Linked DNA regions of Mus musculus: regions 2, 3, 4, 5, 6 and 7 are each linked to region 1. Evidence: chromatin contacts called from public HiChIP or PLAC-seq and promoter capture Hi-C data. All regions are on one chromosome and are shown on one strand. Each heading gives the region's core, a stretch centred on a gene start, on an enhancer-like site or on the middle of the called end of the contact. The rest is flanking DNA. Distances are from core to core; before and after follow the strand shown.

Region 1 (3,310 bases), core at 386-2,885:
GGAAACACTGACCAAGCTTAACAGGATCTTGAAGCTGCTCAACTCAGAAGTCTAAATGTTAAGTAGCACTCATTTCTACTCAATACTACATAGGAAGATGAGTGATTCTAAGCACATAAAGGTTAATCAGGCTCAAAACATGCCACTAGCCTATCAAACACTAGCAAGCCACTACACATCAAGTTCACAAAACTGGACTGAGTTTAAAACAGAGACAAACACAAAAGCACCTGTCAAAGCACAGACCCCACAGGAAAGTCTAAGAGGGGGGCTGGGGATTCTGTACTTTTAAGGAACATCAAGGCCTAGCCTCCAGTAAAAAGATACCCATCTATGTTATGACTGGCACCCAGAACAGCTTAGCAGACTTGAGCAAAGTCTGGAGGCAGATCCAAGTAAGCTGCCCCCCAGATCCCACTCATAGTCTTGACAAATGTGGGCGTCTCAGGCCCACACCAAACCCCAGTATCATTCCTACCCTTCAGTAAGAGTGCAAAGTTTCATCCTACCCTGGAGGACCAATGACATTTAGCCAAAACTGTACCTGAATCTGCGGTAGACAATCTTTAGGTGCCTCATCCGACCAGTCCCGGTAGTGTTTCGTCTCTTAGCCTTGGCACTCCAGTTATCTAATAAAAAAAATAGGATTCCAAATGGTTTTCCCAAGCACCCAGTGTCAGCCCATTTTCTCAGTAGTGTCATTACTATGTTTTAACCACTCAGCCAACAAACCAACCTCCAAAGTTGTTGCGTGCCAAATGTGTTTTCTATTACATCGCTACCTCAGGTCAAGGTAAAAGCCCGCCTGCGGATTACAGTACTTACACTTCCTCTTGCGCTTGGCAGGGTAGCCACACTTGCCACAAGTCGACTTCTGAAGGTGGTAGGCCTTGGAGCCACAGCGGCGGCACAGCGTGTGCGTCTTGTTGCGACGCTTACCAAAGGATGACGTTCCCTTCGTCTGCACATTAAAAGAAAAAGCAGGAAAAAAAACCCCACATATAAGCAACTCTGAAATCTGACTTCTCAATGTACTCTGGCATTTTCTTAGCAATGAGTATGGATGAGACGTAAACAAGATCCACACGGGACAAAACGGTGTAAAGATTTAAATCTTAGCACACAGGTAGGGTAGGTAGGAAGCACTACCGGCTATCCACACGACCATTATAATGCCTTACTCTGCGCGGACCTAAGCCTCCTTGGCTTTAGGCGTTAAGGACAACATTCTGCCCGTCTCTCAGTCGCGGTACTGCCCACCAAGCAGCCGGTTTCTCGGCGGCTGGGGACAGATGTCCCCAAGCCTGTCCTGATCACCCACCCGGGGCTGCAGTGCGTACGTCTCCTCCAAAGCCCAGAGAGACCCACAGCGGCGCTAGGACCGTGGGCCGGGCTCTGCACACAGCAGCCATCCTTCCAGTTCCTGCGGACCACAGCACGCCGTCTCCTCGCCCATCAGCTCCCCTCACTCGCAACCTTGTCACCGACGCGCCGGGCAACAGGCAGGACAGCCCGAGGAAGAAGGATGGAGAGAGATTTACAGAGCCCAGAAACCACACTCACCATCTTGCTTCTACCGGCGAGGCCAAAGAGACCGGAAGAGAAAGCACCCCCGCCACTTCCTGTGGATAAGCTTCCGCCCAGGAAACTACTTCCGGCGGGTCTTGGTGCAGCCCTATCAGGCCTCGGGTGCGGAGGTGTAGTCTCCCGGGCGAGAGAGCCAGGGAGCCGATTGGGCTGCAACACCGGTAGGGGGCGTGCCTGGCGCTGTGGCTCCGCCCTCCCCAGCGGCCCGCCTCCTGGTTGGAGAGGGTTTCTGGCGGTGTCGGGGCTGCTGCGGTGTTGGCAGTCCGTCTGGTTTCCGGTCCCGGGGCTCGAGGGGAGTCAGACACCCAGTGCGTGGCGGCGCCCCTGGCGGTTGTGCAGTGCTGGGACTGGGATCCCGATCCGGGAAAGCCAGCCTTCCCAGGTTCGTTTTGATGTGGCCGCTCGCTTGCCTGTATGGAGAGTTGGTGAGAGGATGGAGTCACGAAGTGTCTCGGCGAGGGTAGGAGCTTAGTTAGCTTCTGACTCGGGCCGACTCGATTTCACGCGGTGGTCATTCAGAGGCCAGTTGTTTGATCGCACTCAAGGAATCACACGCGGAACTTGTTAAATAACAGCTTCCAGCCAGCGCGCCGCCACCAGGAAATCTGACCCTTTTAGACTTGAGTACAGTTTGCAAGTCTGTACTGTATAAAACACTTTCCTAGATCATTTTGAAATAAGTAACCCTAGACATCCTTGATTAGCGCTAATGCAACTGTCTGTCCGCAATCCCAGTAGGAAACATGGAGAATATAGTACGAACATTGATGAATTGGGGAAAAGTCTCAGTCATACCATCTACATACTTTCTAAAACAAATGTGAGAATCGCTAGTCTATCACATTCAAAAATCTTAAGATAGTGGACAGCAGAACAAAGCAAACACCAAGGAAGCTTTTTGTTTTGTTTTGTTTTTTGTTAGCAAATCGTACCAATTTCTTCTAGGGGAGGGGAGTAGAAAGAAAAATGTATAATCCTTTCCACTCAGAAGTAGTAAACTGAAATCAGAGGAGGGAGGAGATAGGGCACACGGGAGAGAAAGCAAACAAGCATTCAAATGGTTGAACTGGACTATAAATAAGTCTTAGGAGACTGGGTGGCAAATTGCTATAAATTTAGTAGCATGAAGCAACACAGATTTAGTCAACGGGTGTAAACTTTCAGTTATGGGAAATAAATTCTAGGGTCCTCTTGCATTACTGTACCTACAGATAACAAAATTGTATCGCACACTTAAAATTGTATGGCCTCTGCCTCCCAAGTGCTGGGATTAAAGGCGAGCGCCACCACTGCCGGCCTCATTCACAGTTCTGCTGGGAAGCACAAGTGAGGCTTGGTTTGACTAAAATTGAAATGTAGTGCTGAGGTGTAGCTCTGCTCAGTCGCTGTTTAATTGCTGTCTTTCACCTTGCAGGCCAGTAATAACCTACCTTACGTTGTAGTACAGTTTTCTGTGTTCTTCTACTTTTAAGACCGCTTGTTACTACATTCACCCCACCTAGATAATTTCTCCATCTCAAGGTTAACTAACCTGAAACCTTAGTGCTCTCTGCCACCTCAGGATTTATCACGTCACTGGATGCTCTCGCTTGGAGTACTAAACAGCTCTTTTGGGATGGGGTCATGGAGTTGTGTCTACAGCATTGACTATGAAAAATGACATTAGTGAAGAAAGGGTAGGCTGGGCGTTAAACCACCAAGGAGCCCACCCTCAGAGGCAGGA
Region 2 (3,393 bases), core at 375-2,874, 1.4 Mb before region 1:
GGCACTCTTGGGTTGAAACCTGGACATCAGGACTTGTTTAAATCTCCCAGGTAAGTCCAAAGCTTTTGGATAAGTTTTCACCATGTGCTACAGGATGGCTTATTCTTACTTCACCATTCCCTCTATACCCCAAACTGAATGAAACTTATATGGTAATCAGAAATTTAGCAATCACTTGTTAAACATTTAGCCAGTGAGATAAGCACTGTCATTTCAGTCCTTTGACTTCCATTTGAGCCTGTGCTTATCTCTAAATGCAGGCCGAGGTCCGTTTCTGTTGCTACTGAAGTTTTAAGACACTTTAACTAAGACAGGAAAGGCAAAGGGTTGTATTTTCCGATTCTAAAAATTCAATATGTTTCTATTTTTATTTTTTGGAACATGGGGAGATACGTGAAGCATTGTAGCTTGCAATGATGGGAAACACAGGGAAACACTTCCTGTGAAGTTAGTTAGATCCACCAGACTCTGAGCGACATGATAAGACAGGAAACATATGAAGACACTAGAGATGTGCGCCAGTGTCATGGGATCATCTTCAAGAGACAAAGTTGCATTTTCAAATGATAAAGTTGTGTTTCAGCCTCAGCTCTAAAAATGTCCCTCCTTCTAGCAGGGAGGAGTCGCTTAGGGAATGCAAAGTGTCGATAATTCATCAAACCGTGCTCCCTTTCCGATTTGCATTGCAGGAAATATTTTTTTGCTTAGGCAAAAGAGAAATGAGCCTGAGGTTCCAGCGGTCGCTATAGTAACCACATGGAAATGGTGAGGCCTAGGTATACTGGGCTGTGAAAAGAAACTAACTGAATGTCAAAAAAAAAAAATCAATTTACAAGTGGAGGAAGAAGCAGTGACAACATTTAAGTAATACCAGTGATCATGTTTTCAAAACACTCTTAACGTTTCACCAATTATATCATCAAAGGAGCATGGTGCTCAACACTAATAGTGTGGAAGATCTGAGAGGGGAGAGCTAAGGATGGCGGGCGTCACCTCTTCTTGGACGCCTCCTCAGTTACTCACTCCCCTCCCTTTCTCCGGGTCTCGCTACCATGCCCCAGATGACGCTTCCTCAGTGTATTTCTTTTATGGCTTTCCAATGACGTCACACGGGTTGGCTTAGGCTGCTCACCAGATTCTCACCTCCTTCAGTAAGAATTAATCTTCACACTCCGCCCTACCCCCAACCCCAGATCATAAATTCATTTTTTAAAAAGACCTGTTTGGGCTCATAGGTTCTTTTTGAATCTGATTAAGATAGCATATGGCTTTGAATGCGAATACTGCGTGCGCATGCCACCCCACAAAGGCCATGGTGGGAGGAGATTGCTCAGCTAAAACAGAACCGCTGCTGCTGCTTGATGCCAAATCAAAATCAGGCTTGGTTAGAGACCTGACTCCCCACTCCCACCCCCACCCCACCAGCACGGTCAGCTAAAAAAGCCTTATTTTATAAACTTGTGCCTTTTGATTCACATGCATTCGGACTGTGCCAGCAAAAGGCAACTCAGACTCCGGAAGCAGATTCGTAAGAGTTCAAGGATATCCTAAGGCTACTGCTTGGTCAGATATGGAACAGGCAGGAAGAGGGAAAGCCAGAAGAGGTGTGGTTAAGGAAGTTGGGTACCGGAGAGTGGGTACTTCCTTAATTAGACCAATTCTCTTCTACTTTTTCTTTTAAAAACATGAGCCTGTTTGTTCGTTTGTTTTGTTTTTGTTGTTGTTTTTGCCCTCTTAATTTTTTAGGAAAGCAAATTGTAGTTTAGAACATAAAGAATCTGGGAACTGGAGACATAGCTGAGCAGGTAAATGTGACTGTTGATTTTTCAGAGGACCCTGAGATTGTTTTCCAGCACCCAAGGAGGGTGACTTACAACACCTATAACTAGGTCTCCAGGAGAACCTGGAGCTTTTGACCCCCACAGCCACTTACATTCATGTGAATATGCTCACATGTGCACACACATATGTTTATAATTCAAAATAATAAAAATAAAGTTGTTCAGGGGTGGAAGAGATGGCTCAGCAGTGAAGGGCAATTGTTGCTTTTGCAGAGGACTTGGGGCTAGCCTCCACACGGCTACTTTTGCAGAGGACTTCGGGCTAGCCTCCACATGGCTACTTTTGCAGAGGACTTCGGGCTAGCCTCCACATGGCTACTTTTGCAGAGGACTTCGGGCTAGCCTCCACATGGCTACTTTTGCAGAGGGCTTCGGGCTAGCCTCCACATGGCTACTTTTGCAGAGGACTTCGGGCTAGCCTCCACATGGCTACTTTTGCAGAGGACTTCGGGCTAGCCTCCACATGGCTACTTTTGCAGAGGACTTGGGCCTCCACATGGCTACTCACAACCATCTGTAGCTCCAGTTGCAGGGGATCTCGTACCCTCTCTGATCTCCGAGGGTATCAGCAGGCATGTGGTATGCGGACAAACACTTATGTGCATAAAATTTTTTAAAAAGTCTTTAAAAATGTTTTAAAACATCAAGGATCTGGAAGAAAGGATTTTCTTGGCTTTCAGTGACAAATGAGCTCACCCTTTGGTCAAAGAAGGGTTCTTAATATGTTTCAATTGGAAGAGAAAGTTATGTTTAAACTCCAGAAGGGCAAGGAATGGCTATTCCTCCTGAGTGAACCCAGGTGACTGTTTGCTGTATATACTATAACCATGCTATAGCAGGAGTGAGGAAAAGCAGCCCAGATCTAAGCAGTCTTTCATCATCCCAACTAACATGGAGAGCAAAACGACAAAGGCCACAGCTTAGCCTTGAATCCCGTAGTCTCTGGTTTGCTGTTGGGCTTCTCATTCATGTCTTACCCTTTCCTTGGTACTTGGGGACTTGAATCTCTGTGGGTCTGTTGTGTACTTTGTTTCTTACTTCTTGGGTCCGTGCCTATTCTCAAATACACAATATAAGAGTAATCTCTCTGTCACCCTTTGTATCCTTTACCCCGCTGAAGAAATGAACTGATTTGCACACCTTGCAAGGTAGCAAGGGCTCTGTCTTTGCTGACTGGAAAGTGATGATTTCTACTTCAGTGGGCAGAAGAGAGAAAAGGTCCCACGTGAAGAAGAGTGGATCTTTGCATTGTTCTCTTCTGTCCACCTTCCTCTTCCTCTGTTCCCTCTACCGTTCTTCCTCTCCCCCTTTTTTCTCCATCCTAGTGTCTTTTCTTCCTTAGTTTCTTTGCCAACAGGAAGGATCATCGACAGGAGTTAGAAAATAAACAGCCATGCCTTATGATATTACAGAGAATATAAGAGGGGAATATGTTTATTTTCTTAATCTTCTGTTAAAATTCAGAAGTAGCAATCATTTTATTTCAATATAATAAAGGAGTAAGATAGCATTTTGTTTCAACATACTAAAATAGCAAAAACTCCAGATTTGA
Region 3 (3,112 bases), core at 344-2,843, 1.4 Mb before region 1:
GAAATCCACCTGGTTCTACCTCCCAGGTGCTGGGATTAAAGGCGTGTGCCACCACTGCTTGACTTCATGTTCACTTCTACAATTGAAGAAAGGACACTGTCAACATGAGCTTGCAAATCCCCGTGACTAAAGGTTAAGGCGAGTAGAGATCTTGCTGCACTAAGGCCTTGGGTCTGTGGAAAATACTCTCTTCCCAACAAGTAAATAGTCCCAGACACAAGTAGCTTATTTTTGGTCAACTCATCAGCCATACCATCATTTCCTGTGTGGTGTGGCAACAGGCGTTCTGGCAGCCGCTAAGCTAAGGAACTTAGAACCACCCTGAACATAATGAAAGAACGAATAATTTAAATGATGACAGCACTTGTTCTTGTGGATGAGACAAATGTTGGCTATGGGCGATATACACTGGTAAAGCTCACCAGTTGGAAAATAGGAGCATGAGGATCAGAAATCCTAGGTCCTGTCCTGGCAGCAAAAGCAAAGCCAAGAAACCAACCAGCCAGGAACAAGATGGTGCCTACTGCTCATAGCATGTCAGTGAGTTTGGTTCTGAAACTTTCATTTGCTGTGAATAGGAAATCTTCATGAAATAAATAGTAGGGGAATAAACCTCAAAACAAAGAAGACAAAGATGAGGGTTTCCTTGGACACGGAGGTCCTCTGTACTACAGTGGAATGAATAGAACCAATTGAGTTTGGCTCAAGTTCCACTCTGAGGATGTGGATTAATGGTTGGATATTAACCTATTTCTATTTCTTGGCTTTTAAGTCTATTGGAGGAATCATCATCCTCGTCTTACACAAAGATAGAGAAGCATTCTGACTTTGACAAGCGGTACAGATCCGAGAGGGCTGTCTGCTGTCTTGACTGACGTAATCCTGACTCAGGATGATAGGTTGCCCTAACCTCAGAAGATAAAAATGAACATTGCATGCAACCATGAATAGATACTTACATACTTAAAAAAATGGTAGGTGGAAAATTTCATATTATGCCTTATAATTCAAAGTTAAGGAGTTAGAGAGGTGGCTTAATGATTAAGAGCACATATAGCTCTTGCAGAAGACCTGGGTTCAGTTCCCAGCACACATATACACATCATAACTGTACATAACTCGAGTTCTGTAGGAATCTGATGGCTCCGGCATCTGTGTGCATCTGCGCCTATGTGTTACACATCAACACACACATACACACACAGATCACGTAAACTTAAGCAATATTTACTGTAAAATCATAAATGTGTGTATGCCTACATTGTATGTACCATATGTAAAATATATGTATAAGATGTATATGTGCGTCTATACAATTACTGTGGTGTGTATAATAATGGAAAATGCTTTACATTGTCAGGGGAATTTTTTTTTTCAATGCAGGAAATGAAATCCAGGACTTCACGCCTATCAGGCAAGGACTGTGCCCCTGAGCTACACCCCAAGTCCTATTAAATGAATATATATTTTCTTCCTTTGACACTGACCTTAGAAATCCCCTCTGGAGGGAAAAACCAGCCTCCAGCTGGAACTGAACAAAGCCCTAACTCTTTACCTAAGGTACTTGCAGTGCCCACTGTGCTGACTCATTTGCCTGACTTAGAGGGCAGGAGGGGCGGTTATTGTGTGAAGAAACAGTGTGTGTGAAGACAATGAGGTCTCTTATAGTCAAATGGGGAACTGTTACTGGGGTGTAGGAAGAGGAAATAAACAGAGAGTTTTACTCCCAGAGTACAGGCTGCTATTCTCTGCAGACACAGGTCAGCATCGTGCTTGTCCAGAGGCAGTGTTTGGATGATTAACTCAGTTTGGAAAACTTCACTAATCCGTGGCAAAGATTACCTTTGCTTTGACAGCTTTTTTAATTGAAAAAAGTTTTTTTGTTTTTTTTTTCATACAATATCTATCCTTAGTATGTTTTCCCTTCCCCCAGTCCCTCCTGGATCTTCCCTACTCATCCAAGTTTATGTTGCTTTTTGTCTCTCTTTAAAAATAAAGCAAAACCAAGAAGCATACGTGTACACACATATGCACACCCCGCACCCCACCCCCCACAAACACACACACACACACACACACACACACACACACACACACACACTAGAAACCAAATGTTCAAGAAGACCACCATTTTTTTTTAAAGAAGCCCAAACAAAGCAAAATAACACACACAAAAAAAAAGGTCTACAAAAAATACCATCAAGCTCATTTTGTGTTGGCCAACTCCTGTTAGGCCCAGTGCCTTCCCTGATCTGTGCTTGATATACCTGGTAAGACTCCATTGGAAAGAACTAATTTTTCCTTTCTCAGTGGGTAACACTAACAGATAGCTTCTCAGTTAGGGGCGTGTCCACTTCCTTCTCTCAGTTGACAGCTAAATGTTGAACCACGCCCTTCTGACTGTGTGGCAAACTCTTGTGGGTAGAACAGGCTGACTACTCCTGTACCTGCCAGTGGTTTTTGCAGACGGCTCAGTTGCTCGTGGGCACTGGTGTACCACTAAGCTGCTCTCAAAGGGGCATTGCCATCTGGAGTCTCCACTAAGCTTTGGAGCTTAGTTCCTGTTACTGTGATTAAAAACCCTGACCAGAAACAATGTAGAGGGAGGGCTTATTTGGTCTACAGTTCTAAGTTACAGTCTTTTATTTCAGGGAAGTCAAATGGCAACTTGCAACATAGTATCCACTGGCCAGAACAGGCAGAGAGATAAGAATCCACTTGGCTTTCTTCACTCCAAGTCAGTTAATAACCCAGCTCTCTTAGCTAGCCTCCAAGTTTTTGCTTTCTTTCAGTATTCTTTTTTAACTTGTAAAATGCTAGAGTATATAACATTCATTACTTAACAGCCAGCCAACAGTCAATACAACTGCCCCAGTCATGTCCAACAGGCCAACCCGACGAAGATAATTCTTCAGGGAGACTCTGTTCCCAGGTGGCTCCAGGTTGTGCCAAGTTGGTCCCTCAAGCTAAAGAGCACATACCGCTTCCTTCTGCTCTCACCTCCCTCTCTCCCACTCGCTTTCTCTTGTGGTTTAAAATCTGGAGTGAAGGATAAGTGGAAAGTCTGGAGGGAGGCACGGCCATGTTGAGAGTGGCAGAAGAGCTCTGCCCT
Region 4 (3,175 bases), core at 649-3,148, 1.5 Mb before region 1:
AACAAAACAAAACAAAAAAACCAAAAACAGCTAGAATACAAAGCATGGTCTCCTAAAATCCCTGCCACTGTCCTATTTGAATCTTGGGCTTAGGGGACATGATGAACAGTGTAGATATTTGAAGTGACTTAGAAGAGGAGTTTCAACTTCACAACATTGACATTTTGGCCTGGATAGTTCTGTGAAGGACAGGAGTAAGTGGCTCTATTTACAAAATATCATTAGCTTCATCCATTGTGACAATCAAACATGCCTCCAGAGAATGCACACATCCTTTGGCTATCAAATTTGATTCTTTCTAGAGTACTGACTTAGACTACTCTCTTCTCTCTGTCAACGGGCAGCATAACTTCTTCAAGTTACAGAAATGAAATACAACCAAGGGAATAAATGCAATGGTTATCCTTAAGCAAAACCAACTATCCGTTAAATAGGTATATTTCTTCCCTATTGTCTCCCTAAAATGTCAGTGCTCCCCACCCCAAGGTCCTTTCTTACAGAATGCTCAACCAGAACTTGGATTTGCTACTCTCTCAGACCTCCTACACAACGGAAAAAAAAATGCCAAAAGAAAATTGACCCTATACTCACATGAGCATCAGTTATGCAATCATTCCTTGCTCTAAAGTTTCCCCCAGGAGCTGAAACACTCAGTTGTGTGAGCAAACCACAGCTACCAGCAATGAGAAACAACTCACTGTTTGCAGAGTCAGCCTTTCGGAATCTGGTCAGGTCAACGTTGGGTGGTCTGTTGGGCTTGGGTGGAGGCGGGCCCAAGACGGACAGGGGTGGCAGGGCCTTCTGCTTCGGGGTTGCAGAATTCTTGTCTCCTTCTTTCTCCTGACTTTGGCCCCACGGTGTCCCCGCTGTCAGCTTGGAAGGGGCCTTAGGGAATCTGGCCGGCTCTTCTTGATTCAGTTTGTTCAGAAAGATGTTCTTTGCAAGGTCTGTTTTCCTATCTTCTTTTTTTTCTTCAAAGTTTTTGGAGAGACCCGGGCTCCCTCTGCTCGCAGCAGGTTTCAGAACCACTCCAGGAAAGGGTGAACTTGGTGCTCCATGGTCTTTATCCTCTGGGTCTTCCTTAGGTGGTTTGAAAGGGGCGCCCTTGGACTTGGCGCCCAACTGCACTGGGGATCCTTTCTGGACAGGCACGTTCTTAGAAGTGTTCTCTTCCTGGGAGTCCTCTGTGCTTAGGGATGGCTTCTGGCCAAAGGTGTGTCTGGGAAATCGGGGTTTGGAGTCAGTATCTTGTGCCGCTGGCATGAACTTGCTCTTAGCTCCAGCTACCTTTGAGAATCCTGGCTTCAGTTCGTTTTCTGGGACTGGGGGAGCGGGCCCTGGCTTCGGTCCTGGCGTCTTTAAGTCAGACTCTTGGTTCAAATTGTGAAGTTTATTCCCAGGTGGCCGTAAAACCACAGGTTTGGAATCTTCTTTGGTCAAGCTGGTGGGTTTGGGGCTTACAGGTTTCAGGAACCCCACTTTGACCTCAGGGTCTCTAGAAACTGAGTTTGGCTGTGTTCCAAATCTTGGGCTCCCTCCAGTAGGTTTTAAAAACGGGGGTTTAGGTTCCTTCTCAGGCTTCTCCTCGTAGGTAGGTTTCGCTGCCAAGGGTGGTTTTGTGGTCCCAAATTTAGGCATGCTGCTGGGTCCTGCGGGCGGGCTGGCATTTCCTTGGTTGTCAAATAAATTCTTTCTTGATTGTATTCCAGAAGGCGAGCTTTGTCCTGCAACTTTGAAGGGCCTGCTGCTGGTGGCGGCCTCCTCTGTCGGGTTACTCCCCGTGTTGAACTTCGCCATGAGGGATTTTACATCTGTTTTTCCATCCTACAAGCACAGGGAACAAAAACCAGCTGAGAGTCAGAAATCTCACTTGCAATTTAAAATACTGTACCTTCAAGGGTTTCCTGATCTGAGGCAAGAGTGCTGGGGTGCCGGCAAGCTGCTGATTGGTTGACCAGATATTGTAACATTTAAGTTCCTCTATGGCAAAACAAGTTGTGAATGTTTCTCGCGAAGGAAAGGCTAGGGCTGTGTTTAAACTTCTGTTGTTGGTCGTACAGGGACACAATCATTTATCTTAAAAAACGTTTCTCTTCTCTTTCCTGGTCTGCCTCGCTATCTTGTTGGAGATATCTGATTCTGTATTTGTTTACATTTTTTGCTTCACTGAAAAACATACAGCGGTGGCTACCAAATGGATTTTCCCACTTTTTACAACTGAGACTCATGTGGAAACTGGACTTCAAAACGAAAGTAGGCACTGTAAACTCAGGCTACATGCTTTTTTTTTTAACCCAGCAAAGCAATGCTTAGCATCAGTGTGCTGGCCCGTGCTTCCCTGTTCCTGTTGCGTTTAAAGTGCGTTTGCTGTCGGGGAGGTGTTACAGAACAGCCCAGCCCTTCTAAAACGAAAGAAGGTTTCCTTATTATTTGCAAATCCAGAGTGCTGTTGTGTGGCTGTATGCAGACTAACGGGACATGAGCTAAACCCACGGGACAGCATGGGCTGAACAACAGGCCAGCAGAAGGAATTGCCTCGTTTCCAGATCTTTCTCTTCAATAATGACTTTTACCAGTCCTCTGAGAGGTCCTGCCTCACCTGCCTTCCTCATAAGAATTAGGAAATTATGCAGTAAAGGTATCAGATAGTCACCCTTTTTTTTTTTTTTGTTGTTGTTAATATAGTCCCGTTTAACCTGGGAGAATTAATGGTGTCTTTACCCTTTCTTTCAAAAACAAGGAGTTTGAGCTGGAGATGAGGCTCAGCTGAGAGACAGAGAGAGAGAGAGGGAGAGAGAGAGAGAGAGAGAGAGAGAGAGAGAGAGAGAGAGAGAGAGAGAGAGAGAGAAAACCTACTTAGCATCTAACATCACTAAACCCTGTCTCATGTGCTCAGCATTCAATAAATCAGGTTGGTGGCGTACTCTGTAATGCAGGAGGTAGAGACAGGAAGATCAGAAGTTTATGAAGGTTAAGGTCATTCTTGGCTACACAGCAGGTTTGAGACAAGCCTAGGCTATGTGAGATCATGCCCGCCCCCCACACTCCCCCCCCCCAAAAGGATAAAAAAACAGGAAAAACTTCCAGGGCTCTAAAGCTTGATGAGAAATATGAAATGGTAGACAGAAGATATAGCTGGGTGATGGAGCAGGAGCTCAGCATGGGTAAGGTCCTG
Region 5 (3,441 bases), core at 614-3,113, 1.3 Mb before region 1:
GGGTTCTTTCTGGCCCCCATGAGTAAGACCAGATCCAGGAGGTGTGAACATCAAAGTCACCGCGATCTTCCCACAGCCTTTCAGTTTTGAGCATCGGTCCAGAAATTTGAACTGTTTAATTGTTTTAAGACCCTATGAGAGGGTCAGGTTAATTACAAGAATGCCAAAGCTGCCTTCTGTAACTGTCTTTGCACACATACCGTCTGAGTTAAGATACCCGGAAAGTGAAGCTATTTTCTGAACAGAGAGATAGTGATTAGGTAATGTCCGCAAAGGAGGAGGGGAGAAGGGAGGAAAGCCTTGGCTGAACAGCCTTCCCAGAGCTACATGAGCGGTATCTCCATTGTGAGTCCTCTCCTGGAAAGTGAACCGCAACCCACATTGGTGGGGGGAGCCCAGGCCGAATCGCCTCTACCTCCGCAAAGGTGAAGGCAGACAAAGGTGGCTAGCTAAGTCAAAATAGGCTTTGGTTAAACTTAGGGGAATTGAACTGGACACAGGACATGATTAATGCAGACGGAGGAAGAGTGTCCAGGCATGTGTTGGTGTTGGGGCAATTTTCTGTTCTGTCCTCAGAGAACAAGCTATAATGGACTACATGGGTTTGTGTCTTCTGTGATATTTACATGGAAGGAAGGGAGAGCTTCAAGCAGCCGTGATCTCTAGCACTTCTGGGTGCAGTGATGTGCAAGAGGCTTTTACTGTCCCCTTGATTTATTGGCTGGGTGTATTTGGCATGGTGTCACACTCTGTTTTCTGTTGCTGACACAGAATGCCTGATGTGGGTGATGCATACAGGAGAGAATTTTACTCTTCTCACAATTCTCATGACTACAAATTGCAAACAGGCATCTGGACAGGATTCCTGTGGTTGTGTCCTAACATGGTCACTAGAAGCAAAATGGGAAGTTCCTGTATTCAGAAGAGTCACATATGTAAGGAGACATGAGTTGGAGGAAGAACCTAGCCAGACAGATCTGCTAGGAGCCACTCCTGCTAGGCTTGGCCCATTCCTCAGAGATAGTCCATTTATGACTGTGGAATCCTGAGACCTTCTACCCCTTAAGAGCTCCACCACCTCTTTCTGCTGCCACACCAGGGGACTGAGTTTCCAGCACATGCAACCTCGGGGACACCCTTATACCTTATGGGTTTTGCAAACCCAAGAAGCATCGGATAAGAAGGAAATAAAGAGGCCGTGCTGGAAGCAGAACCATCGAAGCTGTACCATGGCAATTCTTGGGTAGAGCAAATAGACCCTCAGACCCAGGAACCAAAATGTGGACCACGGAATGGAATGTCACAGAAGAGAAGACAAGACAAATAGTTAGCCTTTGCTTAATGTGGGGGCCAAAGGGCCATGCAGCCAACAGTTAAAAATTATTAGGTTTTGAGATAAAGGACACAAATATTAACTTTCCTCATTGTGAATTTCTCAGCCCATAGACACTGATCAGCACTGATTTATCAGAAACTGGAGACAACCGTTTCTTTTTCCCTCTGATCCTAAATGTTTAAAGGAAATATCTTAGCATTAACATTTCAGTCCCTCCTTTAGCACAAACACCCAGAAGCATGAATACACTTGTTTAGAAAGTTGAAATCCTGGGTGTTGTATAGGTCACTGTTTAGCTTAACCTTTATTGTCCCTACTTTGCTGTTAAGCCCTGGACAGCAGATTCCACAGTAGAATTCCAGAGATAAACAGACAAGCTATGGACTCACCTGGAAACGGGTATTGGCATCTGTGCATTGACACCCAAGGCAAAGATGGCAAGGGCTAAGGTGATGGCCATGCCTGAGGCCATGCTGCTCCTCCTGGGGAGCCCTGGAGGCTTGCAAAGCATTCCTTTGCAGCCGGAGGACAAGGGGCAGTTCTGTTCTGGGTTTTGTTCATAGGTGTTGGCTTAGGCTAAGTGTCAAGGTCCAACCAATGGAGAGTCATTGTAATTCCTGACTGCTATTTTCCCTTATTGACAAAGTGTCATTATGCAATAAACCAAAAAAAAAAAAAAAAAATGCCAAGGTGGGGAAAAATTAGGAGCTGGGTTAAAAATAAAGCAACCAATAAAACAAAATCCTAGCAGTTCTTTCCTTGGGAGACTCTGGAAGGGAAGCTAAAGAGAGAGGTATAATTTGTGGGAGAGACCTATGGATTATTCTTATAGAGTCCTAGGCTCAGAATAACTACAGAAAGAACACAATGAAAGATGAGGCATAGGTGGGGGATATTCTAAGCACCTCTCCCTCTGAAAGTCAGATATGTGGCTTGTTTCCACCCAAGCAAGGTAACGTGTGGAAATGTAAGCTTTTTGTGTATAAGTTACACACCTCTTATATGTATATTTTTCTGAAAAATGCAAAGTAAGCACCACAAGGCTTTAGCAACAGCCACCAAATGGATTTGGCCTGATTATGATGGAAGCACACACCAAAAGGATAGGATTATCCTCTGCCATAAGGAACACTGCTTGCCTGACATCTCCACATTCTCCAGGGCCATTGAGAGGGAAAGGTTCTGGAAGCGCTGATGGGTGTGGACCGTGCAACCTCTCTGAGAGCACTGATTAGTCAGGAGAATGACCCAGGGATGTTGCAAGTGTGGAAGGCTGTTAGTCTTTATCTTACTCAAATTTAACTGACTGGGGCTTCTCAATTCTTCCTAATGTGTGGCTAGGGTTGGGACTTAGAATACACAATGGGTGTAGAGAGATATCTGATGTGTTGGAGGTTTGTGGGTAATATATTATGAATTTACAATGTCTCATGACACTCTTTTTATCTAGTGTTTTGTTTGTTTGGGGCAGGGTCTGATAGGGTAGTTCAGGCTAGCCTGAGACTTGCTGCAGCCCTTCTGCCTAGACCCAGTTGCTACAGTTACAGGTATGAGCACATACCCAGCTGTTCCTAGCAGTTTTGTTTTGTGGAGGCAGATTTGCCTCAAACCCTCCCCTTGCATAGTTGAGGATGACCTTCAACTCCTGATCATTCTGTATCCATTCCCCAAGGATGGAGACTGCAGGCTTGCACCAAGTTGCATGGCTCCCTGATACAGTTCTTAAGAGACATTCATAGAAAATGATTAATTACAATAGAGCAAATCTTGAATATTAGCATAGGCAAAGGTAAAACAGATGTCTGTCTGGTTGGTGGGATGACAGAGCTAGTTATTTTAGGACCATCTTACCTATGCCACTGAGAGAAAAGTCTCTGATCTCCCTTTTCTTAATTCCTCCTTTTCTCATCCAGAGCTTGAGTTAATTAATTCCACCGACTTCTCAGCTTACAGTGGAGACCATGTGCTTGCTTGACATGTAAGTCATGCAAAATTGTCAAGTAATAAGACTGATTCTTAAAGGAGTGCTCATAGCCTTCAGTGAATGAATCCATGCCAGAGGAACACTTTCCACTAGCCTTTGATAGTGACAGGTGGCGGGCATT
Region 6 (3,304 bases), core at 466-2,965, 1.5 Mb before region 1:
ACATAAAGACAAGTTTTAAGTAGGTTTTTCAAAATAACTAAAAAACAAACAAACAAACAAAACAAAACAAAACAAAAAAGCTGGAAATAACATTCACCCATTTTATTTTACTGTACTGAGGATAGCAGATCTTAAATTCTGATTGGCAGCATCAGCATCAACTGAGAACCTATGAGGACCAAAGCTCAGGCCTATTGCAGACCCACTGAGTCAGACACGCAGAGTCTGATCCCGCAGCTGCCTTCTGCAGGTTTTCACGAGTAAGATGCACACTGAGATCTGAGCAGCGGTTCTGTAGTCCAGCGTGAGGATGTTCGGATTCAAGCCTCTGGGGCTGGAGCAACTCCATGAAGCGCTTGCCCTGCAAAAGTGACAACTGGCTGCCTGAACCCCACCACTGCCCGCTCTCCCTTCTTAGACAATACCTATTTTGACTCTTTAGTTTTCTTTCCAATTTTTATAATTTAATTTTACTTTTAGAATTTCATATATAAATACTGTATTTAAACTATTTTTCATCCCTCTCCAGCTTCTCCAATAGCCTCCCCATTTTATGCATTGTCATTATTATCAGGTATGCATGATGTGTGCACGGGAGGGTAGAGAAAACTTTCAGGACACAGTTTTCTCCTTCTATCATGAGATCCGGGTACTAAACCCAAGTTCTCAGGCTTCTGTGGCAAGCCCTTTCCTCATGGGTCTGTCTTACTAGTCCACACTTTTTGCTCTTAACCATACAGTATCAACTGTTTTCTGATATTTTTGGTTAGGATTTCATTCTCTGAGAGTTCCTCTATCACTCCTTGCCCATACTGCAAGGGGCAGGACATTTATGAACGTCTGTAATTGAAGTAAGAGAATGCAGAAATTTTGAGGGACAGAAGCTCTTTTAGAAGGCTACAGGATCATCCTGTTAGAAACTGGATGAATGGGTTGCTGACATGGGGGTGGCGGAGCTGAAGGGGATGGTGAAGTCAGATAACTAGGAGAGGTATATTCAAAGACTCGGGACCAGAAGGTAGCATGTACCCTCTGATGTAGACATCAGTATGATATGGCAGAATAAATGCTCTACCATTTGTGTAACAGTTGACTAAAGACTGAATCACAGCACCCTAGAGTTAAAAGGACTCATCAATTTGTTGTTCCAGTAGTTTTCAATGATGTTTGTTGTAAACAGTGCGATTGTTTTTTTTTTTTTTTCTAGAGTCACTTACTTCTGCACTGGACTTTGAAATACAGCGGAAGAAAATAATTTAGGGTTCAGGATGATATAACACAGGCTAACCCTTAAAAGCATCCTCCATTCTTTCCAAAGATAAGAGGTCCAAAGTCTGGCTAAGAGTAATGGTTCACTCAGACACAAAGCTTAAAACCACAAGATCTGGGATAAGAACCTGTTTTTCTTATTTAAGGTTGAAGAGGTTTCTTTGTTTGTTTGTTTAGCATGCCATGAAGCCAAATATGCTTTTTTCAAAAATGCAGTTTGTCTCAAAGCCTCTGTAGGTAAACATCTCCCTTTAGTGAGCCTTACAGCATCTCAATGATGAAAGAAGCTATGAGATCAAGCAAAAAAAAAAAAAATCAATTACTAATATACTAAGGATAAATGCAGACAAAACTCTCTCTTTCTGTATGTGACCAGCTCATATGTGTATGTGTGTGTGTGTGTATATATGTGTGTGTATGTGAGAAAGAACACCAATTGCCTGATAGTTACAGCCAGATGCGTTGTTTGTGCATACTTTGGTATGAGCCTGTGACTGCTGGATTCAGCAAGATTAGTCATTAGTTTCCCAGGAGGAAGAATTGTTGCTAGTCACACCTCTGGTTTATGGGAGTGGGGAAAGAAAAGAGACTTTAAGTTAGGAAGGGAGAACAGAATGGAAATTTACTACATTGACTATTCAGCCTGTTTTTGAAGATTTATTTTGTTACATATTTTGTGTGTATGCCTGTGCATTTGTGCATGTCTGTGTGCACACGTGTATATATGTGATGTGACTTAAACTGCACCATTCTGAAATGAGACTGTCTTGTGTGAAACGGAATAAGTGGGTGTCTGGTAAGTCGTGAGGTGTTTCTTTCCATCTCATTAGGAAACACCCCATAACTTGTGGCTTTTAACAGAAATGTATGGAATTGCCATTCTAATTTCATAACGGGCTCAACCATTTCTGTGTTTCTTACATGCAAAGTGCCTGCCCATGTGTGATGTGCCTATGAGGTTTAGATGACAGCATTCTAAATTCTAGTTCCTTTTATCCTTTAGGGATGCTAGTCGGGGAGGAGTCCCAGAATTCACCTCAGTGGTTTTGATTGGTGACAGAGCAGTTCTGTCTTCTATGGAAATATTTGGAATCCCATGTGGGTCTAGGGGAAGGGTTGCTTTTAGTGGGCTTATTTTGGGGTTGGTAACTGCTCCTAGCTTGCTTGCGCTCTCTCTCTCTCTCTCTCTCTCTCTCCCTCCCTCCCTCCCTCCCTCTCTCTCTTTCTCTCTCTCTCTCTCTTTCTTTCTTTCTTTCTTTCTTTCTTTCTTTCTTCACTTTTTAAAAAAGATTTATTTTATGTATATGAGTACACTGTCAATGTCTTCAAACACACCAGAAGAGGGCATCAGATCCCATTATAGGTAGTGAGCCACCATGTGGTTGCTGGGAATTAAACTCAGGACCCTCTGGAAGAGCAGTCGGTGCTCTTAACCCCTGAGCCCTCTCTCCAGCTCACTCCTAGCTTTTGATGACAAGAGTTCAGGAATCTAAATTCCCGCAGTGGACAAAGTTATGATTTATAAAGAATAGAGCGTGCCCACTACATCAGTGGCTGTCTAGGACAGTGGGCAATTCCTTTTGTGTAAAAGATGCAGAGGCATGGAGCGAAGCAGGGGACAGATCAGTTTACTTCAAATGCTGTGTCCCTTGTGTCAGAGCTCACCCTGCCCCCACCCCCACAGTTGTATGTTCACACTTGTCTTAGGAGAATCTTAAGTTGTTTCAACATCTTTCCTAAGAACAGTCACATAGGGAGATATGCTGCCGCTTCTGATATTGGCGCCATTCTCATAGGCAAATCTAGAGTTTTAACTCAACTAAATATCTCAGAACCCACAGCTCCCATCACCACAGCTAGTCTTCACCTGATGCCAGTTATCACGAGGGGCATAACATTAGATACACCAGTCTTCACCATGGTAAACAGTATTTGCTTCTCAGAACAATCCCAAATTATGGGGAAGGAAACACAGATTGTATGCAACGTTAGAGTTTTTCAGAAATGAGGCTTGCTGTTAAAGTTAAAAGTAAAA
Region 7 (3,449 bases), core at 484-2,983, 1.5 Mb before region 1:
GGTAGTTTGCTAAATTCAGTGGGTTACAAAACAGAAGCATGAAATAGAAAGGAGAGTGGGGAAGTGGTGTTGTGTGGGTAGGAGTGGAAGAGGGAGGTGGGAGGCTGAGCGGGGCAGAGTGTATGGTATAAGTGTACAGAGTATATGATATAAGTGTACAGAGAGGCTACAGAATAAGTTTAATAAAAATAAAATGTATAAAAATTAAAATGAGATCTGTTTTATACCATAAGACTGGGAAAACGATGAGAAAGCTTAGTGAAAGGTGGGGACATGGCCACATCCGTGCCTTGTGGCTGAGACTGTAGACAGGGTATCAGTTCTGAGGAGCACTCTAGTCCTATCCAGCAAAGTAACTCTACCTTGGAGCACATAACCAGCCTTTCCACTGCCATTTCTCTGTGAAGAAATGGCGTCTCTGAGGTCCACCTGGATGAGACCATAGAGGAGCACTGCAGTGTTTCTTCACTCCCAGTGAGGCAGATGTGCATTCCATGCTGTGCTGGGCGGTGCCTACTAACCACACACTAAATGTGTGCACAGTCATGGAGTAGAGGCTGGAAAACCCATGCACTGAGTGTTCTCAAAAAGAAAACTTGAGAATCTGCTTTTCATATAAGTTACGTGTGTCCTTACATATAATCATATGAGAAGAATATGTACAAATGCACACTGAGTGTTGTAGGATGTTGTCTGTAGTGAGAAAGAGAAGGAAATGGAGCATGAGAATGCTAAGAAATAAGTAAAACAGGGGACCTGGCATAGGCCAGTGATGGTAACTGGCCATTAAGGATGCCATGACATTTAACTAATTCAAACATGTACTTCAGATTTTAAAAAAAAAGGAAGAAGAAGAAAGTTACTCCTTACCATCAGAGTGCATGACACCATCTTGATTTTCGTCATTTATAGGATGTCTGAAAACAAGAAAGAAAGAAAAGAAAAACACCCATGAGAATAAAGTAGAAGCTTGCCTTAAAGTGAAAATATACATAAACATATACATATAAATGGAAATTTCTTCTGGCCTCAGTAGACACTCAGTGTGTATACAGCACACATACATACAGGCAAAACACTCTCACACATAAAATAATGATAAATAACATAAAAAATACACTATCATCTAGACACAAGCTTTACACCAAACCAAAAATAAAACAGTAAGAAAGAAAAACCAAATGTCATCAAGCCAACTTTGCATTCAATTAGCAATCTTCAGGAGGCAGAGAATCTTCTAATAGAGACCCAGTCAGCAAAACCCAGACAAGGCTAGCCATAACATCCACAAGCAAACAATCTGATTTCCTTAATAAATAAATTGCAAGGAAAAAAAAAGAAAAACTGAGGTGGTAGGCAAACCTCCGTGCGAAAGGTATAAATGCATGAATACATAAAATATGAACATGAATTATCAAAGACTTTAGGCTGTGAGCTCTTAGTCAAAGTTAAGGCACACAGGCATACTACGACTGAAAAATTTAGCAGGTCAAGTTGGCCTTGACCTAATAACCTCCATGGTTCAAAACCTTGAGTGCTGGGATGAGAGGCCTGTGTCCTGCTGATGGCTGATTCGATATCTTATGCTAACACATGGGGTTTACTTAGTAATTTAATCACAAAAGCTCTTGGGTTCTTTAAAGGAACTGATTTAATTCCAAAGCTTTTACAGTGTCATGGGAGGGGTTTCTGTAGTGAAGTCTTTGGGACGTCCATTTAAGGCAGTGGTGCTTAGCCTGTGGGTCATGACCCACATTGGGAGTCTGTATCCGATATCCTGCATATAAGATATATGCATACAATGCATAACAGTAGCAAGATTACAGTTATGAAGTGGCAACAAAGTCATTTTATGATCGAAGGTCACCACAGCATTAGGAACTATATCAAACGATCACGGTCACAGCGTTAGGAAGGTTGAGAACCATTGGTTTAAGGTATTCAAAATCCTTAAAAAGGAAAGTCGGTATATTACATTTGTATATGGGACGTGCAACATCCCAGAATGGTTAAGTCACTTTAACCTTCAAGCCAACACGTTGAAGCCGCCTGAAGTTGGGTGGTCCAATCAGTAATGAACAATTGCTGTAGCTTTGTACTTACATACTTATTTATAATTGCGGTACTCTGGGGTTCAAAGCCAACCTGGACTATATAATAAGTTTCCATTTCAATGACAAAGCAAAGCAAAGAAAAAAGGATCCTGTTGGAAATAATTATTTAAATAAGATTGCTAGGTGTGGACAAGGAAGAACAAGTTTTACAATGGAAATTAAGTAATGTTTGGTTTCTGAGCTGGGGGAATGAAGTGCTTACTTTACATATCAAAGCAGATCTGGACTTAAGGTTCTCCCAGCATCCCTCAGTCCATACCTGGCACACCCTGCTCCCATCCCTGAACTTTCCAGCCTAGGGGTTGAGCTGCCCTTCCCCCAAAAGGCTCCTGCCTATATAATCCAGACATTTTGATCTCTCTCCCTCATTTCTCTTTCTCTTTCTCTCTTCGGGCACACACACTTTCTCCCCCCCCCCCCCCCCCCCCACACACACACACACTCATAGTGACTTCCCTGGCCTGGTCTTTGGGGTTAGTGAACTCATCCAAGAGCAGCTCCCCAATAAACCTGACTTCAATATATTCTAATCTGGCTTGAGTTGGCTCATTTCACTGGCAGAGAAATAACCTATCTCTTAACATAAGTCCTTCACCTTAGCTTTAAGGAATAGCATTTTACTGAGAACGTAAATACTCTGGACATAAAATACACTGACATTCAACCAATGAATGTCCTTTTCACGGTGAGCAGGGCGCAGGGCTGAGTAATGAACTCTGTTCTTCCACTGCTTTGCTTTTACAGAATCCTCACTCTGTCTCGGACACTCTCTTTCTCCATGCTTAGCTGGGGGGGGGGGGGGTTTACTGGGTTAATTCCATCTCTAAAATAAAATGAAATAAAATAAAATAAATAAAAATAAAGAACTGTTACTAGGGTGTGTGTGCGCGCGTGTGCGCGTGCGCGTGCGCGCACGGACACATGAGTAGAGGTCAGAAGAAGCATGCTCTGGGGTTGGGTCCGTCCTTCCATCTTTCTGTAAATTCTGGAGATTGGAGTCAGGTGCTCGCCCTGTATTCTTTTTTCATGTCATCCCCCTGCTGTAGACCCCTGACCCAAGTTTTTCATAAAAGTGCCTCTTCTGGGAGGTTATTACCCAGTTCCAAAGCCTGCCCTTTGCTGCTTCCGGGTGTTATCAGTCCACCTCTACAGGGCTACAAAGTCTCTATCTATAACCAGACCACAAAACCTTTGATAAAATAGATTGTCACTTTGCTAATTTACTATAAAAGTTATCATTTTGAAAATACTTTTAGAGTAACTCCTGTCTTGCTAGTTCTGGGTGTGTTTGTATTTTTAATGAACTAATGATACAGAGACTAGGGGTACTTTTAT

The links. Promoter capture Hi-C pulls out the DNA fragments that hold promoters and counts their contacts. HiChIP or PLAC-seq counts read pairs in DNA pulled down with a chosen protein or histone mark.
Region 2: a promoter capture Hi-C map of the HPC-7 cell line shows a contact between it and region 1, with 16 times the contacts expected there. The contact joins the enhancer-like site here to the promoter of Rpl37 in region 1. A contact is called at or near these places in 11 of 39 promoter capture datasets (the 3T3-L1 cell line, the HPC-7 cell line, HPC-7-derived erythroid cells and 6 more), 1 of 484 Hi-C or Micro-C datasets (the G1E-ER4 cell line) and 3 of 115 datasets of contacts at active chromatin or transcription factors (microglia, pro-B cells and thymic regulatory T cells).
Region 3: a contact with region 1 is called in a promoter capture Hi-C map of neutrophils, with 4 times the contacts expected there. The contact joins the enhancer-like site here to the promoter of Rpl37 in region 1. A contact is called at or near these places in 7 of 39 promoter capture datasets (the HPC-7 cell line, HPC-7-derived erythroid cells, cranial neural crest and 5 more), 4 of 115 datasets of contacts at active chromatin or transcription factors (the NIH/3T3 cell line, embryonic forebrain, embryonic midbrain and 1 more) and 2 of 9 other capture datasets (adipose tissue and liver).
Region 4: a contact with region 1 is called in an H3K27ac HiChIP or PLAC-seq map of regulatory T cell precursor, with 17 times the contacts expected there. The contact joins the promoter of Fyb here to the promoter of Rpl37 in region 1. A contact is called at or near these places in 16 of 39 promoter capture datasets (the 3T3-L1 cell line, 3T3-L1-derived adipocytes, the C10 cell line and 11 more), 3 of 484 Hi-C or Micro-C datasets (pro-B cells, regulatory T cells and uterus), 9 of 115 datasets of contacts at active chromatin or transcription factors (the NIH/3T3 cell line, the SCID.adh cell line, astrocytes and 6 more) and 2 of 9 other capture datasets (adipose tissue and liver).
Region 5: a contact with region 1 is called in a promoter capture Hi-C map of pre-B cells, with 6 times the contacts expected there. The contact joins the promoter of C9 here to the promoter of Rpl37 in region 1. A contact is called at or near these places in 6 of 39 promoter capture datasets (cranial neural crest, hippocampal neurons, liver and 2 more), 1 of 484 Hi-C or Micro-C datasets (liver), 8 of 115 datasets of contacts at active chromatin or transcription factors (acute myeloid leukemia, astrocytes, embryonic forebrain and 5 more) and 3 of 9 other capture datasets (adipose tissue, liver and macrophages).
Region 6: a contact with region 1 is called in an H3K4me3 HiChIP or PLAC-seq map of the SCID.adh cell line, with 8 read pairs. The contact joins the enhancer-like site here to the promoter of Rpl37 in region 1. A contact is called at or near these places in 6 of 39 promoter capture datasets (the HPC-7 cell line, HPC-7-derived erythroid cells, cranial neural crest and 3 more), 8 of 115 datasets of contacts at active chromatin or transcription factors (the SCID.adh cell line, T-cell acute lymphoblastic leukemia, double positive thymocytes and 5 more) and 2 of 9 other capture datasets (adipose tissue and liver).
Region 7: a contact with region 1 is called in a promoter capture Hi-C map of embryonic stem cells, with 4 times the contacts expected there. The contact joins the enhancer-like site here to the promoter of Rpl37 in region 1. A contact is called at or near these places in 17 of 39 promoter capture datasets (the 3T3-L1 cell line, 3T3-L1-derived adipocytes, the C10 cell line and 10 more), 1 of 484 Hi-C or Micro-C datasets (nephron progenitors), 6 of 115 datasets of contacts at active chromatin or transcription factors (astrocytes, embryonic stem cells, large pre-B cells and 2 more) and 3 of 9 other capture datasets (adipose tissue, embryonic stem cells and liver).

What each region holds. Positions count from the first base shown.
Region 1 is chr15:5,114,938-5,118,247 of GRCm38.p6, reverse strand. Rpl37 (ribosomal protein L37) reads right to left here and starts at 1,635. Exons shown (of 4, transcript NM_026069.3): 1 at 1,564-1,635; 2 at 826-961; 3 at 545-629. The coding sequence starts at 1,566. It also overlaps a transcript of Card6 not described here.
Region 2 is chr15:6,517,797-6,521,189 of GRCm38.p6, reverse strand. No RefSeq gene overlaps it. Among named protein-coding and RNA genes, the nearest start is that of Fyb, 60 kb to the left of the region's middle. Within about 2 kb of position 1,624, at least 21 of the 459 cell types and tissues checked have an H3K27ac peak or open chromatin away from gene starts, as enhancers often do. A contact at or near this core is called in the HPC-7 cell line, hematopoietic stem and progenitor cells and microglia, where this site is marked.
Region 3 is chr15:6,554,247-6,557,358 of GRCm38.p6, reverse strand. It overlaps a transcript of Fyb not described here. Among named protein-coding and RNA genes, the nearest start is that of Fyb, 24 kb to the left of the region's middle. Within about 2 kb of position 1,593, at least 129 of the 459 cell types and tissues checked have an H3K27ac peak or open chromatin away from gene starts, as enhancers often do. A contact at or near this core is called in the HPC-7 cell line, the NIH/3T3 cell line, adipose tissue and 2 more, where this site is marked.
Region 4 is chr15:6,578,570-6,581,744 of GRCm38.p6, reverse strand. It overlaps Fyb (FYN binding protein), which reads right to left and starts at 1,898. Exons shown (of 18, transcript NM_011815.5): 1 at 699-1,898. The coding sequence starts at 1,797.
Region 5 is chr15:6,443,768-6,447,208 of GRCm38.p6, reverse strand. C9 (complement component 9) reads right to left here and starts at 1,863. Exons shown (of 11, transcript NM_013485.3): 1 at 1,726-1,863. The coding sequence starts at 1,808.
Region 6 is chr15:6,602,607-6,605,910 of GRCm38.p6, reverse strand. All of the region lies in intron 1 of Fyb (FYN binding protein), which reads right to left. It overlaps Gm2245 (predicted gene 2245), which reads left to right. Exons shown (of 7, transcript NR_155272.1): 7 at 1-1,484. Among named protein-coding and RNA genes, the nearest start is that of Fyb, 24 kb to the right of the region's middle. Within about 2 kb of position 1,715, at least 10 of the 459 cell types and tissues checked have an H3K27ac peak or open chromatin away from gene starts, as enhancers often do. A contact at or near this core is called in the SCID.adh cell line and regulatory T cells, where this site is marked.
Region 7 is chr15:6,627,540-6,630,988 of GRCm38.p6, reverse strand. It overlaps Fyb (FYN binding protein), which reads right to left. Exons shown (of 18, transcript NM_011815.5): 3 at 871-917. The region is part of intron 2 of Gm2245 (predicted gene 2245); the gene reads left to right. Among named protein-coding and RNA genes, the nearest start is that of Gm2245, 25 kb to the left of the region's middle. Within about 2 kb of position 1,733, at least 2 of the 459 cell types and tissues checked have an H3K27ac peak or open chromatin away from gene starts, as enhancers often do. A contact at or near this core is called in embryonic stem cells, where this site is marked.